Linked DNA regions of Mus musculus: region 1 is linked to region 2. Evidence: chromatin contacts called from public promoter capture Hi-C data. All regions are on one chromosome and are shown on one strand. The core of a region is the stretch at or near the end of the contact, and the rest is flanking DNA. Distances in the headings are between cores, read along the strand shown. Region 1 overlaps Magi3 (membrane associated guanylate kinase, WW and PDZ domain containing 3). Region 2 overlaps Phtf1 (putative homeodomain transcription factor 1).

What was found. Promoter capture Hi-C pulls out the DNA fragments that hold promoters and counts their contacts.
Region 1: a promoter capture Hi-C map of trophoblast stem cells shows a contact between it and region 2, with 3 times the contacts expected there. The contact joins two enhancer-like sites. A contact is called at or near these places in 15 of 39 promoter capture datasets (the 3T3-L1 cell line, 3T3-L1-derived adipocytes, the C10 cell line and 9 more), 2 of 15 datasets of contacts at CTCF or cohesin (the G1E-ER4 cell line and pro-B cells), 34 of 484 Hi-C or Micro-C datasets (B cells, the Ba/F3 cell line, the C10 cell line and 25 more), 5 of 115 datasets of contacts at active chromatin or transcription factors (astrocytes, bone marrow-derived dendritic cells, cardiomyocytes and 2 more) and 2 of 9 other capture datasets (adipose tissue and liver).

What each region holds. Positions count from the first base shown.
Region 1 is chr3:104,091,656-104,094,418 of GRCm38.p6, forward strand. The region is part of intron 3 of Magi3 (membrane associated guanylate kinase, WW and PDZ domain containing 3); the gene reads right to left. Among named protein-coding and RNA genes, the nearest start is that of Phtf1os, 120 kb to the left of the region's middle. Within about 2 kb of position 1,341, at least 44 of the 459 cell types and tissues checked have an H3K27ac peak or open chromatin away from gene starts, as enhancers often do. A contact at or near this core is called in adipose tissue and trophoblast stem cells, where this site is marked.
Region 2 is chr3:104,001,724-104,004,437 of GRCm38.p6, forward strand. It overlaps Phtf1 (putative homeodomain transcription factor 1), which reads left to right. Exons shown (of 19, transcript NM_013629.2): 16 at 1,724-1,879; 17 at 2,664-2,714. Among named protein-coding and RNA genes, the nearest start is that of Phtf1os, 35 kb to the left of the region's middle. Within about 2 kb of position 1,333, at least 11 of the 459 cell types and tissues checked have an H3K27ac peak or open chromatin away from gene starts, as enhancers often do. A contact at or near this core is called in adipose tissue and trophoblast stem cells, where this site is marked.

The DNA.
Region 1 (2,763 bases), core at 91-2,590, 90 kb after region 2:
TTTAAAATCAATATTTAGCAGAATTTTCTCACATCTCCCTAACCCAACCAGACTGGCCTCTAACTTCCAGAGATCCATCTGCCACTGCCTCTCTGCCCCTGCCCCCGCCTCTGCCCCTACCTCTGCTTCCAAAGTATGGGGATTAGGACTACAGGTATATAGTATCATGCTGGGATCTCTGTTTTTGAGAAGAGGATCTTATTTGAGGCTAAGATTGAATTCCTGATCTTGCTACCTCTTATCTCCCAAGTACTAGGATTATAAACATGTTCTTTTATACTTTATTGTAATTGTATTTGCTTTTATTTTTCTCCTTGAAACAGGTCTACTTCTAGAACCATTATGTTTGTAAACTTATCAAACAAGAACCCCTGTGCTCTGGTGTGAGGAATGAAAACAGACAACTATTCAAAACTACTTCATCAAGCTGAGTAAATGTCCTCTACAAGTAAGGAGAGATGAAATAAAATGTAATACTCAAATATGGCATACTGTAAGAATTAAACGTAATGAATTCAGATAAATATAGGATAGTAATAACAAGGAGTAATCTAAAAGCTATAGTAATATGTAAAGACAATAGAGAATGAAATGAGACAAAAAACAGAGATCATATAAGTAATAAATATGTGCAAAATGTACAATAAACTTTTTGTAAGAACATATATAAACGAATAAGAAAGTTAAATATAAGAGGTAAGCTATCGGAATAAAAGTGAGAACAAGTGCTGGCCTCGGCAGCACACAGACTGAAACTGTAGCCGCACAGAGATTAGCATGGCCCCGTGCAAGGATGACGCAGAATTCATGAAGCAGGCCAGATCTTTACTGGACTTGGGGTTATTTATTTATTTTAATTTTTACTTTTGGGGGGATGTCACAGGGTGGAGGGGCACACATAGATGGACTGCGTATGGTCAGGTACATGATGTGAAATTCCCATAGATGTTCCCATAAAAACGTTATATGAAAAAAGGTGAAAACAAATTAGCTTGTCCATCCCTTTGAGATGTCTTCACTTGGCAAAAATTATATTCCTATTGTTTTTCTCTAAATTTGTTGTTTTGTTTCCTTTGTAGCATCTCAGTTTATTCTTAATTTAATTTTCACGACCTTCCCTACTAAAATACAGAATTTATTAAAGCAATAGCATTTTGATCTTGTTCACCACAGTATTCCTGGGTCTCTTACAAGACTTGGCATATAGTACGTACTTGTCAAGTGGTTGCTGAATAAATAAAACATGATCTAATCAATTTTTAAATGAATGGATGATTCATGTGAGCTGAGGCCAGAAAAAGTAGGTCAAAGTTTATAGGCAGGAAGGAAATGACTCAACGTTCTGAATAAGAAAGGGATGTGATCGGAAGTATCAGAGCTGAGCCTGAGGAAGCCCAGTACTGTAGCAAGGGGCAGGATGGAACTAACAAAGCAAGACACTGAAGCGGGGCTAGAGAGGGGGAGACCAACTGCAATAGTATGATGAACTCAATAAAGGCCCTACAATGTTATAATGAACTCAATAAGGGCCCTACAATGTTATAATAAACTCAATAAAGGAGCTACAATGTTATAATGAACTCAATAAGGGCCCTACAATGTTATAATGAACTCAATAAAGGACCTACAATGTTATGACAAACTCAACAAAGGCCCTACAATGTTATGACAAACTCAATAAAGGCCCTACAGCCGCATGCCTTTAATCCCAGCACTCGGGAGGCAGAGGCAGGAGGATTTCTGAGTTTGAGGCCAGCCTGGTCTACAAAGTGAGTTCCAGGACAGCCAAGGCTACACAGAGAAACGCTGTCTCAAAAAAAAAAAAAAAAAAAAAAAAAAAAAAAAAAAAAAAGCCCTGCAATGTTATGATGAACTCAATAAAGGACTTACAATGTTGTGAGGAACTCAATAAAGGCCCTACAATGTTACAATGAACTCAATAAAGGCCCTACAATGTTACAATGAACTCAATAAAGGCCCTAGAATGTTACAATGAACTCAATAAAGGACCTACAATGTTACAATGAACTCAATAAAGGCCCTACAATGTTACAATGAACTCAATAAAGGCCCTACAATGTTACAATGAACTCAATAAAGGCCCTACAATGTTACAATGAACTCAATAAAGGACCTACAATGTTATAATGAACTCAATAAAGGACCTACAATGTTATAATGAACTCAATAAAGGACCTACAATGTGGCAGTGAGAAGAAAACCATGGAAGTGGCTATCAGGAAGAAATGACCACGTGTGGTAACTGAAGTGAAACAAATATTTGCACTCATGCACAAGCATGCATGTAAATGAGATGCATTCAAGGGTCTTTACTGAACATCATCTCTATACATTGAAGACAGCATAAAGTAAGAAAGGCATTATCTTTACTACACAGAAGTTGTGAAAGGCATCCTTATAAAAGCAGAAAAAGACACGATGAAAAAATTTAAGGTGCTATGGGAGTGGATAAGCTTGCCAAGAGAAAAGTGTGTTCTTTTTTTTTTTTTTTTTTAAAGTACATAACATGGAATCATTTAAGAATTGAAACTGATCTTCAGTTTGTACTTCAGGGAAACAAATGGGTACAGGAAACAGATATGAAAATCAATTACTGATGCTATCCCTCAATCTATACTTCCTTTTCTGCAAGATTTTAAGGTACACACAGGCTTTTCAATGTTTATGGACTTTAGACTTCCAGCCATGGACAGAAAGCCATCAACAAGCACTTGTTGGGTTTAGATGATGATGGTGAGTTGT
Region 2 (2,714 bases), core at 83-2,582:
TGAGAGATCTTGGGGGCCCAGATTAATTGAGTCTGCTGGTCCTTGTATAGGACTGCCTTTCTCCTCAGCTTCTTTCAGCCTTCCCTAGTTCAACAACAGGTCAGCTGCTTCTGTCCATTGGTTGGGTGCAAATGTCTGCATCTGACTCTTTCAGCGGCTTGTTGGGTCTTTCGGAGGGCAGTCATGATAGATTTTGTGAACTCTCCATAGCCTCAGTAATAGTGTCAGGCCTTGGGACCTCCCATTGAGCTGGATCCCACTTTGGGCCTATTGCTGGACCTTTTTTTCCTCAGGCTCCTCTCCATTTCCATTCCTGTAATTCTTTCAGACAGGAACAGTTATGGGTAAAGTTGTGACTGGGATGGCAACCCCATCCCTCACTTGATGTCCTGTCTCCTTGCTGGAGGTGGGCTCTATAAGTTCCCTCTCCCTAAAGTGTTTTCTCTTCAGTACGTCTGGGATTCTGTTATCCATTTCTTTTTTTTCTTTGAGACATGATCTCATTATTTAGTCGTTGCTGGTTTGAAACTCTCTCTGCAGGTTAAGGCTGGTCTTGAACTCACCGAGACCCACCTGCCTCTGATTCTAGGCTTATGCTGCCACACCTAGCTCTGCTGTTTCTGTATTTCCATATTTTATCTTGTGAAGTTGTTGTTAGTCTCACTGTTGCTTTATAAAAAATAACCTTTTTCTCTGGCTTAAGAGTCAGAGGGGTTTTGTTTTGTAGGCTGTGATACTGCTGTAATTTGTGGAATTGTGTAAGGACTGCCTTTCTGAAAGGTTCACTAGCTGCTGCCAGCTGGGGCTTTCCTCATCCTGGTTATAGCTACTTGACCACGGTGACCCCTACCCAGACTGAGCTAAAGAGCTTTGCTCTTTCAGAACCCAGGGCTAAGAAGCTGAGATATTAGTGACAGGTTTTGGAGAAGAAGGGTCCTTGCAGCCAAGGGTATCATTTCAAACCAAGGCTGGTGGGAGTTGAAGCTCACAGGGTCCTGTGAAGCCATAGAGGTAGTCATGGGGGAAGGGAAGGAAGGGTCTCAGCGACTTCCTGCATATTACAAGGTTGGCACTTGGCTTCCTCAAGAGCTCTTTACAGACTTTCTCAAGAAATACCTAACTTTCTTGGGCTTTCTTGAGTGAAGTTCTTTACTTTTAAGTCAGTAAGTTTTAAAGTAAAACCTTAAGACACACAGTAGGCCCTCAGTGCAGCCACGCTCCCATGCTGTTATTTGAATCCTAAAATGGAATAGAGCCACCAGGCCTTCAGGGCTCTACTCAGACTGGCTTGAGGGCCTTAGACGGGTGAAGTTGGAGCAGCAGTGGTCACCTTGTGCCTGTAACCACCAGTGACTCAGGGAGCTGGAATTCCTTGTTTCCTACCTTGTCCCTTGGAGACCCCTGCAGTCTTTCATGTACAAGAACCAATATAGGAAACTTGGAGGTACCTTATGAACATTCAGCTCTTGTCCTTTGAGGAAACTGTAGATTGCTAGTAATGTTTTAAAATTAACACAGGAATAATTCAGTGATATTAAGATAACCATTGAGAGTGGGTGGAGGAGCACCTTCATAGAGGCAAAGGGGAGGAGGGAGAGGGAGGATGGGACGGGGAGTGGTGGAGGGGTAACTGAGAAGGGGGTTATAATTTGAAATGTAAGTGAATAAAATGATTAATTTCAAAAAAAAGACAACTATTGAACTTTTTCTGGTCCTTTGGTAGGTTCTTCAAGGTCACAAGACATTCCTGAATGATGCTTACAACTGGGAGTTCTTGATCTGGGAAACAGCATTGCTGCTGTTTTTGCTTCGCCTGGCCTCACTGGGGTCAGAAACCAACAAGAAGTACAGCAATGTTTCCATCCTGCTCACTGAACAGGTACTGATAGGTCCCAGCAGTGTGCTAGAGGACTGGGCCGAGTTCTTAACTGTGACCTTACATCTTTTGCCACTCTGTAATTATCTTTCTCCTGCATCTAAAATGAGTGTAACACCTCTGTCTTCTGCCTAGGGCTGGGAGAATGAGCTAATGGGTTGAGAGTACTTTGCTATACTATAGAGGGATTTTTGTTGTTGTTGTTAATAAGGGAACATGTAAATACATACTAAGATTGACAGGTGTTTCTTATGGATGTGGAGTGATAATAATGCATTTTCTGTTAATTTTGATTTTAAGTTCAAGTTTTCCATAAACATTAAGTAAACACACTTGAGATAATTTGTTGTTTTTTATTATTTTTTGGCCTTAGAGTCATAGTGGATAATTGTTCCTATAGGGGAAAAATAAGGAGTTACTAAGTTAAAACAGCTATCTCTTTTTCTCTATCCATAAATGCTTCTTGAAGATACTATATTACTTGGGGGAGATTGGTAAGAGTGAGACATAATGTTTGAATTCAAGGAATTTGTATGCTGATTATGTTACAACTAGAATTTTTTATTATTTTGATAAATTGTTTTATCAGATGTTGTTTTGTTTTCTCTAAGTAGCTTTTCTTTACCACAGAGGTAAACGATGGGGAAGACGCCATGCATCCTAGATGCCGAGGCCGTAGATCCTGGACATAATTTACTTGAAACAATGATCCTCAAAATCTGCCAGGTTTTATGCAATGTGTATTTTTTTCTGTAAAATTTACCTTATTCTTTTTTCTTTCTCTTAGATTAATTTATATCTTAAAATGGAAAAAAAGCCAAATAAGAAAGAACAGCTC